Linked DNA regions of Thunnus thynnus: region 2 is linked to region 1. A link is a contact called in public Hi-C data. All regions are on one chromosome and are shown on one strand. Each heading gives the region's core, a stretch centred on a gene start, on an enhancer-like site or on the middle of the called end of the contact. The rest is flanking DNA. Distances are from core to core; before and after follow the strand shown.

What was found. A called contact is a pair of places that touch in the nucleus more often than the background predicts.
Region 2: a contact with region 1 is called in a Hi-C map of muscle, with 3 times the contacts expected there. The contact joins the promoter of LOC137176882 here to the promoter of LOC137177390 in region 1.

What each region holds. Positions count from the first base shown.
Region 1 is chr24:10,603,454-10,610,484 of fThuThy2.1, forward strand. It overlaps LOC137177390 (histone deacetylase 4-like), which reads left to right and starts at 2,629. Exons shown (of 27, transcript XM_067583676.1): 1 at 2,629-2,688. aamp (angio-associated, migratory cell protein) reads right to left here and starts at 2,571. Exons shown (of 11, transcript XM_067583679.1): 1 at 2,281-2,571; 2 at 1,651-1,791; 3 at 1,439-1,558; 4 at 416-555; 5 at 1-49. The coding sequence starts at 2,371.
Region 2 is chr24:10,731,895-10,738,569 of fThuThy2.1, forward strand. LOC137176882 (ras-related protein Rab-9A-like) reads left to right here and starts at 3,135. Exons shown (of 3, transcript XM_067582894.1): 1 at 3,135-3,275; 2 at 5,915-5,949. LOC137177164 (transcription elongation factor A N-terminal and central domain-containing protein) reads left to right here. Exons shown (of 2, transcript XM_067583292.1): 2 at 1-1,856.

The DNA of each region.
Region 1 (7,031 bases), core at 1,379-3,878:
CGTCTGTTCCCGCCAGCAGCACCGGAGCACACGGATGCCACTCCAACCACTGCGGAGGAAGCCGGGCAGACAACCACCAATTAATTATTTTTCCTCTACCTTCCACTGCAGTTTACACAGTTTGTTACTTTTACCGAGCAGCCCTTATTAATGCTATTATGGGGTTGTGTGCCTTGCTAAAGGGCAACTCAGCAGCGGTGGTTGAGGAAGGGGGAGGAATGTCTGATCACTTACTTCCCTCTCACATGACCGCAAATTCTCAGCCTGAGCACTCATCCTCTCTTATTTCCTCATAAATACCTTCAACCCCAATAAAAACCCTTTACACAAGTGCTTACAGATGGAGAAACTGTAAACAAGACAAAATAATACACACTTTACATAAAATACACATTCTCTGCACTGAAACTTTTACCTCCAGATCGCCCACTTCGAAGGACCAGATCTCCTGTTTGGTCTCCACTTTCCAGACTTTAATCACGCCGCTCATGTCGCCCGAAGCCACCAGGGCGGAGTCGTGGCTGAACACGGCGCACGTCACGGAGTCTTTGTGGCCTGTGGAGGCAAAAATAAAAAAGGGTTGCAGCTAGAGATGAATTCACTGTCACACTGATGATTTCAGTTTGTAGTATCATGTATATGAATGAGCTAAAAGCTACAGGAAGACACCAAGAGCACTTCTACCCCCACGACGTTTGTGTTTATGTTCCTACCGCCTGGTTTCAGGAAGACAGGATGTAAACAAAAGGTGACATGGACTCACTTGTTAATTGAGTTTATCAGTAAAAAAATAGAGTTGTTCATGTTGTTCTGTTATGACTATTGGAGGAAAAATAACTCATCGGTCTGTTTTCTGACAGAGAATAACTCTTTAACATATTTTCGGTTCATTTTTTGCATTTCGTTCAGGTTATGATTTCTACGTTAACTAAATTTGATTGTTTTTACCTTTTACTCTCGTTTTAGCCGTCTGTTTTAGCCGTCTGTTTACACTAAGTTTGTATTTCTGACACTCAGATTGGGGCATTTTCAAAAAAGAATGTCAAGGCAGATGAATCTAAAAAAAAAAAGAGCCTGGTGTTTTAGTATAGATGAGGAAAAGGGAGCTTTTGGGCTATGTAGCAGTAGAGTAAAGACAACTTTATGATTAACAGGTAGGTTTTAGGAGCAATCACAAAATGCTATTTTATAACTGATGTTCCTTTAACAACTGAAAGAGAAAAGTAGTGCTGGTCTCTGTTTCTCACTGTTGACCAGAAGTTTAGGCTGCAATGTACAGTTTTGTCGTTTTGAATCAGGACGATGAACATGAGATTTAACATTTGCCTTTTATTTCAGCATTTTTGTGCTTAACAAAAATGACCTGAACACCAGTGAGGGTTCATTTTCACTCATAAACAGCATTTCAGCTCTCAGCCTGCCTTTAACAAACACTCACCTGTGCACTCAAACAGAACCTCTCCGTCGCTCACCCTCCAAACGTACGCCTTATCGTCCTCTCCTCCTGTTACCGCCAGGGTGTTTGTGGCTGGATCCAAGTTCACACAAAACACAGAGCCTGGACAGACAAACAGAGGATCAAATTAAACTTAACAGACTTAAAATGTGTCTGATGATAATAAAAGCACAAAGACAGAGGCAGGAAGTTACCGGTGTGTTTGGAGAAGGTGAGCTCGCTGTCATCTTGCTCTGCCTCTGCTTCCATATCGTCCTCCGTCTCCCAGCCTTCATCATCATCTGCGTTGTCAGGCGCTTCAAAGTCGACGTCCTCCAAGTTGTCAGCCAAATCATCTGTAAGTGGAAGAGGAAGTTTAAAAAAATGAGATTTTTTTCAACTGAAAGCTTCCAAAATAGGTTTGATTGGGTTAGATTTGACTAATTTGGACAGTTGAAGCTTCATATTAGCTTCAGATAAACTTTTAAATACATTTTTGCACAGAAGGAGGACTGTTGAATTTGTCCCCCATCACTTACATTGTAAGTGCATTATAAAGGGACCTTCTAGTGGTCAGTATGAACAGGAGAAATTATTTACAGAGAGAAAAACCTGTTCAGTGTTCATTTGTACACCTGACTGTCGTTATAAGACACTCTTGAAAAATTGTGAACTTGTCCTTTAAAGCTAGTGAGGGTTTTTGAGGGCCTAAAGGTGTTTCGTCCCTGAACTACTAACAGAAATAGTGTAATTTCTTCTGTGACATAAGGTAGTTTTGAATGTTTTATTACAGTTTAAAGGGTGTCTGATCAAATAGATCAAATGGTTAACACTTTTCTACCCACCGGGACCAGGCTCCGTGTCGTTTAGGTCGATAACCTCAATAATTTCCTCATCTCCGTGGATGTCAATCGCATTTTCCTCCGTGTTATCCATACTGTTAGCACGCTGAAAGCTAGTAAAACAACCGAAAAGTAACGTTAACCGAGCTGGTAAAGCTAGCTACTACTTTTAGCTACGCACAGACTCGTAACGTATTTAAAGCTACACTTTCGCTAATAAACGTTATGTGAATTTAGATAAGCAATACTTAAATATCAAAATAACAGAGTCCCCATGTTTTCTTCACATGTTTCGGCGACTGGAGAGACAGGCGCAGATTGATGACGACATAAACCGTCAGCGTTCGTTTACGTCTTTGTCCACAAGATGGCGGAGTTGTAAAGAATGAAAACATGAGAGAGGCCTCAGAGGTGAGTTATGAAGCTGTCTCAACACTTTACTGTCTTCACCCTTCGCATTAACATTTTCATTAATACTTATGATAATAAGAATAATACATTTTATTCATAGAGCGCTTTTCTAGGTATTCAAATAGCATGATAATACTAATACAAAACTACTCCTGCCACCGGTGGTGGAAAGTAACCAAGTACATTTACTCAAGTACTGTACTTAAATAACGTTACATTTTTGAGGTACTTGTACTTTACTTGTACTTTACTTGTACTTTACATTTTATGCTACTTTATACTTCCAGTGAACTACATTTCAGAGGGAAATGTTGTACTTTCTACTCCACTACATTTATTTTACAGCTTTAGTTACTTTCAGATGAAGATTTGACACAATGGATAATATAAGAAAAAAATACAACACATTGTTAAAGATGAAACCAGTGGTTTACAACCTTTTTGGCTTTTGATGTCTTACAAAAAGCAGTGTGTAGTCGGGGTCACATTTAACATGTCTATGAGTTATTAACAGCTCCACCAAATAGTGATTTTTCCCTCTAAACTTCTCACATGGTTTCATTTCAATAAATGTTCAAATGATCCAATATTTCAGCAAAGATCAAAGATTAGAGAAAAAGTCCAAAAACTTTGTTTTTTCTTCTTTCCTCTCCTATTAATCATCTCACGACCCCTCAGGTTTATCTGGTGACCCTTTGGAGTCGATTTTTCATGCAGGACTTTTACTTGTAATGGAGTATTTTTACATTGCTGTATTGGTACTTTTACTTAAGTAAAGGAATCTGAATACTTATTCCACCACTGATCACAACTATAATACAGCTTATTCAAGTAATAAAATAGATTTAGCTAGATGTCTTAGCCATCATGATAGCCATCAGATTTACATGATATGTTCCAAGAGAAAACTTGAAACTTTACATATTATAGGTAAATACAGATAAATGGTACTATAGGATTATCCAAGGACTGTTGTATTTGTCCAGGTTAGTTTCAACTACTGGAAAACGAGCGTCACTGTCTACTTTCTATTTCTTTTTTATAGTGTAACCGTCGATATCCCATTCACTTGCATGAGAAAGTGTTTCCAAACTTTTGACTGGCACAGTACCTCCTCCAGGCATCATTATGGAATACAGAAAAGTCTGACTACTAATAACAATGGTCAAGCAGCAGCAGCACCATGCAGAGAACGTGTTGCTTTTAACATTGTTTCTATTTTTGTGCCGTCAGGGTTTCGTCCAGCAGCGACCCAGGAAGCAAAAGTCCTTGCATGTGCACATTTTTCTTGTCCTCTTACTAACTCTTAAAATATCATCATGGTGTGTTCCTCATTGTGTGACTGTGATGCCATCTCTCTACTGCATGCCTTCTTGTTAACGCAGCCTTGTCTTTCACTCATTCACTATTCCCCTGCGTGATTAAGACTCAGCGGCCTCCTCTCTTCTCTGTAGCGAGTAGTAAATTGAGAGTTCAGACACGTATGAATCATCATCATTCTGCTTCAATGCTGACAGGTGTCACAAAACTGTAATTTACACGTCTGTTATTACAGAGGCAAAGGTGACGCGAGGCATAGTGGGATTTTGAACTAAAAATAGGGAACACGCCATTGACAGTTCAGTCCTCAGTCCATTGAGGAAGTTATTGAACTTAAATTGTTCAACTTAAACTTCAGCTTTATTAAATGGCCCAAAGGAAATTTGGTTTGCAGCACCAATCTACTTGGAGATAAAATAAATAGAAAGATTAAGACAAATAAAGAGCTAAATAAAGTGCAGTTCTTGGTCAGATAAAGCTCAGGGGTGTACATTATGTCGCTGTATTGCGTTAAGATATTCAACCCACAGGAATAAGAGAAAGTCTCAACTTCTCATGTGGTTTACAGGACAGCTAAGAATCAACTGAGCCTTACTGATAACTCTTTGAAAAGAAATGCCTTGAAACTGGGTTTGCTGCATCCTTATCACCTTGCCAGTCAGTTTGAAGCAACCAAACTGAGCCACAATATAGTAAATAAGAAAAGTTCAATGGTTGTGGAAGTGATACCGGGCTGTTTCCCTCTAACATCAGCGATTATGTCTTTGGTTTTATCCTCAAAATATACATATAACTCATTACACCAGTGATACGCAAATTGCGGCCTCCTAACAAACGCGGAAGTTTTTCTCTCTAGATTAGCTTCCAACAAACATTTACATGACTCTTCATGAATCCACTGTAGATAACAAGGCTCATGTAAATCCCAATGAATATGAGCTTGACAGATAGCCTAGTCTCATGTTTATGAGTCATTTTGTGACAAATTAGTATTAACATAAGCTGCCATTACTCTGTTTGCCCTCACTTACTGACGAATTATGACATCTGCTTTCAGATACAGCCTTAAAAACCATTGATGAATAATTTTTATTCTTGAATGAATTCAAAGAAACGATCAAAACATGTTAAAAACATATCGGTCTGTGTTTTCATCATCGCCGACCTCTTTGTTAATGCCACGTCATCGACGACTTATCGGTGTTCAGACCAACGATGAGAGCATATTTCAACACACGCCTGTCATCATAAGAGCTTTCGCCATCGGTCGTGTACAAGATTAAAAGAACAGCAGAAATATTACACTTCAGACACTCTAATAAAACGTCATAAAGAGTGATTTGAAGTTATTTTTATGTGTTTCAATGATATTTTGAAGTACTCCTTTCTGTCAAAGTTATGATTTTGTATTTTATATCTGCGGTTTGGCCGATAAAACGGATTCTCAGTTCGATCCTCTGCAGAACCTGCGGTGAAATCAAAGTTCCTCATGTCTCCGACAGCTTGCTTCCACCCTGCTGGAGTGTCATTGAGCAAATATACAACGTAAATCCCTCCAAGATCAGGGCCTGACCTTTGACCTTCTCGGGAAATTCGTTTATTGTCCGCAGTAAACCACAGGAATATCATTAGAAGCAGAGCAGCACTCGAAATGAGCTCTCCTCTCTTTCCGAATCTCTCCATCAAAAGTTCCCCCAGCCAGAGATATTTTATGAACACTTAACACAGTTTGTCTACTTCAAGTTTCTTGGTTGGGCTTTTATGTCTTCTTGCTATATGCTGCTGGCAGAGCTCTCGGACTGCATGCCCAAATAAGTTTTACTGGCTGCCTGGGCCCTCCATTTCAAGCCTTCCCCTGGAAAAATACAACCATCTCATGATGTGGTGAGATGTGGAAACATCAGGGTGTACGTTATTTAGTCGTTTTAAATCTGCAGTGAGTGAGAGATTTATAAACTCTCCGTTCAGTTATGTTGGAAGAAGCCGTTGAACTTTCACGCTGGAAACTTAGATGACATTAGTTACGACGCTGGTTGCCGCCGCTTTATTTCATCAATCTTTTTCTGCATTTTTTTTTTTTTTTTTTTCCAGCCAAAGACTTCATTCAGCTCCTATTCACATAAGCCGCTAACATTGTTGAATTAATTGGGGGGAATATTAATGGGGGTTTTGGGACATTTACAGTGGGTAGCAGTTGATGTTGAAGGATGATGCAAATACTGATCCAAGAGCTGATATTTTCCCATGTAATTAAATTAACTCATTTTCATACCAAAACATGGCAAGAAGTCACTGTTTTCCCTAGAAACAGCAGTTAGACCATCATGAGACACTCAGATTCTCCACTGAAACCCAGACTTAGGAAATTCTTTCAGGCTTAGCAGCTCCTTAAGGCAATGTCGCTCATAAATAAATGTCAGAAAACATATAAACTGACTCGTCACATCAAAGATTAACAACATGACAGACCTAAGTCTCGGAAGGTGGATATGCGTGTTTAATCCTCCTCGGGAGTAACAGGAAAGTCCTTATAGCTGTGCAATAGAGATCGTGAGCCGGTGTTGACTTCAGAAAACATGTGATCCAGTCCCCCGAGCAACCGGGACATCCACCGGAGCATCAATCACCAGCTGAAAGGAAGTTATTTCACTTCTTTCGGTGATTAAGTTAGGCTTTTTTTTTGTGAAAGGTTCTAAACAGATTTTTTCATAAGATTGGATTCACAGATAGTCGGGATTAGAAAGGATTTGACGAGGAACTGAATGTAAAAATCCAGCAGCGGTGAAAAGTTTGTTTACTCAAATACTGCTCAGTTCAATTTTCAGTTTATTTTTCCATCTGACGCTACTTCAAACTTCTATTTTACTGCATTTCAGAGAGAAACGCTGTAGTTTTTATTCCTCTACATTTATTGGACAGCTATAGTTATTGGTTACTTTTTAAATTAAGATTTTAAATTTAAAAAAAAAACTATGAGAAGCTTATAAAATACAATATGGTGTTGAAGATTAAACCAGTAGTTT
Region 2 (6,675 bases), core at 1,885-4,384, 130 kb after region 1:
TATTTAAACGTTTATTTTAAGATAATATGAAGCTTCAACATTGAAATGAGTCAAATCAAGTAGATATCTTTCAACATTGCAGTCTTTTTAGTGCCAAAGTCCCTCTTTTTGTTACTATATTTCCACTGCAGCTCAACAGGGAAACACTGTACAAGGAAACACAAAGGAGGAATTATGTGCTAATGAGACTGTAAATGTGGCAGATATCCACTTGATATGACTAACTCAGACTGCTGGAGCCTCATATGAGATAATTCAGATAAACCTTTTAATAGTCAATATGAACAGGAAGAATGATTACAGTGAGGAAAACCTGTTTCAGAATTCATTTGGGCTCCTGACTGTTGTTTTAAGACAAACTTGAAAAATTGTGAACCTATACTTTAATGTCTAACGATTACTTTCTTTATTGATGAAATATTTGGTCTATAAGTGTCAATAAAATGCCTGTATTGCTTGTTTTGTCCGACCAACAGTCCAAGGCCTAAAAAAATCAGTTCACCATTATAGAAGATAAAACAAAACATCAAAAAGTATTGACCTTTTAGGAGCTAGATTTTGGGAAATTTCCGCTTCATAAAACGACAAACTGTCGTTGTGAAACTGCCTTATTTTTGTGGTTTTCCTGTTGCCACCGCAGTTGAAAGATTTCATGACTCTGTGTGAGTTGAGAAAACCTTTTACAACATGTTGGCTATCAAAACTTTGTGGTCAAAGCTTATGAGTGTTGAAAGGTGTAATATTTCAACTCAGAAGTGCTGATATGCGTCAACAAAATGGAGACAAAAAGACGTTCTTACAGCCTGTTGGATGCGTCTAGTATTTTCTTTAATACTGAAACGGGAGGAATGGTCAGAGGAATGCAGAGTGGAAACGAACGACAGCATTCTTGCAGTATGGAGCGCATACTGGTGGTTGAGACAGTGAATATTTTAGGATTTATCTTGTATTTTGCATGTCTAAATTTGGACTTTTAATAGAAAACTTGCCATAAATCCATTACTATCTTTCTCCAGCAGGCAGAAAAGCTGAGTCACTGCCTATTGCAGTTGCAGGCTGAAACCACATCTTTTTAAGAAGTAGCTTTTGTCATCCTCTTCCCGCTGAATCATTTCCTGTCTCCTCCACTCTCTCTAATTGCCCTTCAGTTTAGCTTTACTTACAGTAGCTCAAGTTACTGCTTTTCCTGGCTTCTCTTTCTTACATGAACATTTTCTGGTCAGAAGAAAAGCCGCAGAGGCCTTGACCTTTGCCCTCACTGATGTATAATTGTGCGTATTCTGTTGCACTTTTAAGAAGTAATTCTCAGCATGAATTCTGGGTAAATTCTTTTTTTTTTAAAAAAGAAGAAGAAACATGCTTCCAGCCAGCTACAATATCCCATTCATTTGCAGCAAACTGAATCCAGTAGATGAGACATGTGACCTTAGAAAACGGTGAGCATGTGAGTCAGTAATCTGCCGTTCCGAACTGCCTCTGGGACGGAAATCCCATGGTCCTCCACTCTCCATGCATTTAGCCAACGTGGCACAATGACTCATTTACACGTCACTGTGACATCATATCGAGGGGCCTTTACTGTACAGGCCAAAAGCTGTTTAAATCACTCTTTAAATGTATTTAAATGTGGGTTTTTTTGTGTGTTAAGCACTTGTGTTCCTGTTTTCAATCCACATCAGACTGTATAGGCCAGTTATAGGACATGCAGCAAATATTAGTCACACTGTGAGACCAATAGTTCTGCTTTCATGTCACATGTTTGTAGATCTCATTTTGGTGTAAAACTTCTACATTTTTGAACTGAAAGTGCATGAGATGCACACCTCCATCATGCAAATATAGCTCCTTGAAGTGGATTTACTCTGTTCTTTATTTTCATTTCTTTCACCGTTTGTGTTCCTCCCGTTGAGAATGTTCTTCGGCGCAAATCAGAGACATCCAAAGATAAAATTCCCCTGCAACGAAAATCCCCCTCTTCATGGTTAATCGAATGTCATCAGATATGGAGCAGCTGTATCTTGTCAGTCAGATACAGTAGGAGTGTGGCTGTGTGGTATCTCTCTCTCTCTCTCTCTCTCTCTCTCTCTCTCTCTCTCTCTCTCTCTCTCTCTCTCTCTCTCTCTCTCACTATCTCTGGCATTTATCTGTCCTGTGTCCGCTCTCAGATCCGCTCACTATCTTGTGGGTGTTGTGTTGGATGACGGCTTTCACCCTTTAGGTCATGGTGGCCTGTCAAATCAGTTGTGTGTAATCGTCATCGTTCACACACAAACAGGTAAAATATACTTGACAGAAGTAAGATGTTGGAGTTGTCATATATGAAGTGTCTAGTTTACAAGAAAACAATTTCAACCCACTTTAATAGGCATAAATTGTTATAATCTTTGCACATTAATGCAGGGCAAGAGCATTGTACAAGGAATATTGCAGTAATATACAATTTATATCCCACACTGTCAGGTCCTTTGAACCAGTGGTTTCCAACTGTTGTCTACACACTAAACGGGGTTAAAATTTTACCCAGTTTGGGTCAATATAGCACCAGTACAACATAGGGTTAACTTTACCCAGAAGCAAACTGTTATTTTGACTCAGTGTTACAAGCTTTAGCTAAAAACTGACACAAATTTATAGTTTCTTGTACAAAACGATGTGCATATGACATTCAAAAGATACATAGACATTCAAAAGTTATTAACAATCAATAACAAACTGTGATGGGTAAGTTTAAAAAGAGTAGAGTAGATTATAACAAGCTGTAGTTTGAGTAAATAACCCTAGAGTTAAAAAAAAAACCAAAACACTAAAACTGGGTCAAAGCAACCCCTTGTCTTGAGTGACAGTAAGTTATTTTGAAACATTTTTTAACTTACTAAGTGTTCTGCATGTTTTCAGTCATACATAATTTGACTAGTTTTAATGTCGACCTAATCTCTAAATTTTAGAGCCTTTAATTCAATAATTCCAAAAGATCAAACACAAAATCAAATGTGGATGCACATGTCTGACCGCATCCAGGAAAGCGCATGATGAGTGGAGGATGGTTTCCAGCCGGAGGGACAAACTCTCGCGAGGCTAGCGTTAGGGTTTTGTATAGGTTATTATTAAGATATCGCGAGAGTTCCACCCTCCGGCTGATCCAATCTAGCACCAACCGTGACACACTCGGGTCATATGAGCGTCATCAGCGGCTGAGGGTCCAGAGAACTGCGGGGACACCATCCGGAGCGCCATGACACCGGCTGACAGCATCACCCTCCCGGGATGAATGACAGGTATTTAACCGCCACACCGACAGGTACACTTAACTGAGAAAGGAAAAGTTTTATTTCAATGACAAAAAATGTCCATTTGCTGTCGTTTTAACCCGCCGGTAAAGTGGCGAGTGTGCAACTGTTAGCGCGTCCATTATCGGACAGCTGCAGTTTGTGGAAAAGCTTCCATTATCGGACGAATCCAGCGCAGTCGTGCTTTTCCCCATAGTTTCCTCAACATTTTGACGACGACATAACACAGGCAAGCGATTTTTCATATTTAGACACCTCAATGCACTCGTAGGCTAGTTTTTGTATCAATAAACGTCTGTTTTTTAGGTCATTTTATGCTAACTGAAATCAGTCAGGCGAGTCTGCTTTTTCACAAGTTGTCGCGGTTAACCACTTGTATTTTCCATGATGTTGTATCCATCATTGCCTACATTTCCACATTTTTTGAACTCTTTTTTTTCAACAAGAGTGGAGAAAGAAAGTAGAAGTCATGCTGGAGAAGAATAAAGGGGAGTAACAGATGGATAACATTCACCATGATCGACTGAGTGTCCGAAAATGGATCCTTTCAAGCTCCATTAGATAAAGTATTACAGCAAACAAAGCTGTATTTATGATTTAATAATATTTTCAGTGCAAACAGTTAACTGTACTTTGATTTAGACGTTGGCAAAGTTACAAAGTAAACTTTAAAATGCTGTTTTCGACCTTTTTATCACGCTGTTTGAGTTTCCTGTTTCCTATCAATAAATCTGGTTTATTGATAGGAAGCATGTTATTTCCTCACCCACAGCAGAGGTGTCACCTGACCAAACTCTCCTACCATGTCTCTCTGTTATCCTGCTGATTTAGCATATCTGTTCTTGCTCTGCATTTAGAAAACACCAATAGAAATATTGCATTTTGTGGACCTAAATCAAATTATGTGTTTATATGTGATTTTATTGGAAATAATCCAGCAGAACAGCCTCCTCTTTAAATAGTAGCCTGCTGCTGAACCAGGCACATGACTCCTGTGTGTGTGTGTGTGTGTGTGTGTGTGTGTGTGTGGGTGTGTGTGTCTGTCTGTGTGTGTTCATTCATTCCTGCTCTCGTTTACAAATGTTAATGCTTCCCCAGAAGAAATGACAGGAGCGTCGCTGGAGTCTGTGTTTTTAAAGGTCCCAAGACAAAGACATCATTTACCAGATTTTGTGTCTTTAGGCTGAAAATGCATTCTGCTGCCAGTTCATGTGATAGCGCAGCCTATAAGCACTGAATCCCAACTCAGGGACTTAACTCTTCACTTCATTCAAGTCTTTAATGTCCAATAAGATGTGGATTTGGTCAATCTTGTCCTAAGACATACATTAGTTAGATAACTCTAGGTGTGAAGAAATACTCCACTTACAAAATGTATCTTCGAGTGTGACATAATCACCCGCTGTAGGCTTGTAGCGTGACACGGGAGTAGTGTATTTAGCCACAGTGTGGAGAAACTATGACTGTGCCTGAACGTACAGATTAATAGCAGAGTAATCGATTATGTTGCAGGAGCTGATTTAGAAGCATTGCAACTATTGTGAATCCAAGTTGACTGCAGCTGCTGTCCTCTGTGAAGCGAACGTGAGCGGAACTTTTTACAGCCACGTTTCAGGCCCACAAGGGGGTAAGAATTTGTTAGTGGAAAGATAGATTTTTGTGGAGTATTTCTTGAGAGTGGTTGCTGTACATTTGGCCCAACACATACTTAAGTTAAATGCACGAAGAGAAGTATTTATACCAGTATTTGTTATCCATTAGAGCTACAATGATTAGTGGATTTATCTGGGGCTGCAACTTTAGAAGGCAAAATGTTACAAAATAGTGAAAAACTTGCATTCATAATTTCATAGAAGCCCCTGTGATGTCTTTAATTTGCTTGCTTTGTCTGAATAGTCCAAAAACAAAAGATATTTGATTTAGTGTCATGTATGATAAAGAAAAACAGAGAATCGTCACATTTTATAAAGGCTGGAAGCAGATAATTTTTGGCATTTTTGCTGGAACAATGGTTGAAATGATTATTCAATTATCAAAATAGTTGCTGATTCATTTTCTACTAATTGTCGCAGCTCTAAATGGATCAATCAGTAAATTAGCAGTGGATTCATCTGCGACTGTTTTGATAATCTAATAATTATTTAAGTTCTCATGTTTTTGACTGTTGGTCGGACAAAACAAGACGTAATCTTGGACTCTGGGACTCGTCCTGATTTGCTGACGTTTTACAGACTGAATGATTAACCAGCAGATTAACCGTTAATGAAAAAAGTCATCAGTTGCAGCCGTAGCACCCACTCGCTTCCTTACACTGTGACAACCAGTGATGGATGAGTGAGGAGACGCTACAATCTCACTCTGCTCCATCTTACTATCTGAACTGTGATGGATGAACTGATCCAAAGCTCCTCCTCGCTCGCATTTAGAACTCCCACCTTCCTCTCAAGAGATTTGTTCTGGGATGTGGGTGGAGTGAAGCAGTATGTAAAGTATGCAAGTGTGTGGTACGGGATTAAATTTGCACTTAAATCCGCATTTTTTCCAGCTGAGCCTCTTGAGTGCCCTCGGCCACTTGGAGATCTGTGGAGTTAAATAATCTCTTTTTCCTCTCTCTCTCTCTCCTTCAGATTTTAAAGAAAATGAGCCGTGTGCAGACATAACGGTGAGAAATGGTTTCAAATGCTTTTGTCTGCTGTTGACCGTGTTGAATGTCATCACTTGTGGACGACTCACTGGGTCCTGTGATCAGCGTCCATGTGATGCACAGCATGGATCGTTTCATGCATACAGTACACACAGTGTATGAAGTTCATTAGTTGCATAGTGTAATGAGGGGGCTGAGGCTGTTTAATAGGATTAGCTAGTTGACTGACTTTAATTAGTGCGAGTGTGAGGAAAAGATGTAAACAGTCTGCATTAGTTTTTATTTTTCAGTTGGGGATAAAGTGAAAGTTGGCTGAGAAGTTTGTTCTTATCTCAAACACAACTTTATCTGTGAGGCGTAAGGTACAAACTCACTGCAGTCACTGCTTAATTAAATAAAAGTACCAACACACCCAGTGTCAAACTGACTGTCGCATTGTCTGACAAAGACCTACTAACATTAAAACTGTGCTTAAGAGGAATTCTGCTTGGTTTCAGTATGAGCTGTTTCCAAATCACTCATACATGTAAGCATAATAGTTCTCTGTAAGTATGAGTATATACAGTACATAGACAGTATGAACACCGCGCTGTCAGAACAGTCCCATAGTGTTCTTTGTTTAGTGATTTAATTGAATGAGATGCTCTATCAAATTTACTTACTGAATATGAATCGTTTAGAATTTGCTATATAAATGCTGCCATTGTTTATTGAAACAAAAATTGCAAAAACTATGAATTATTT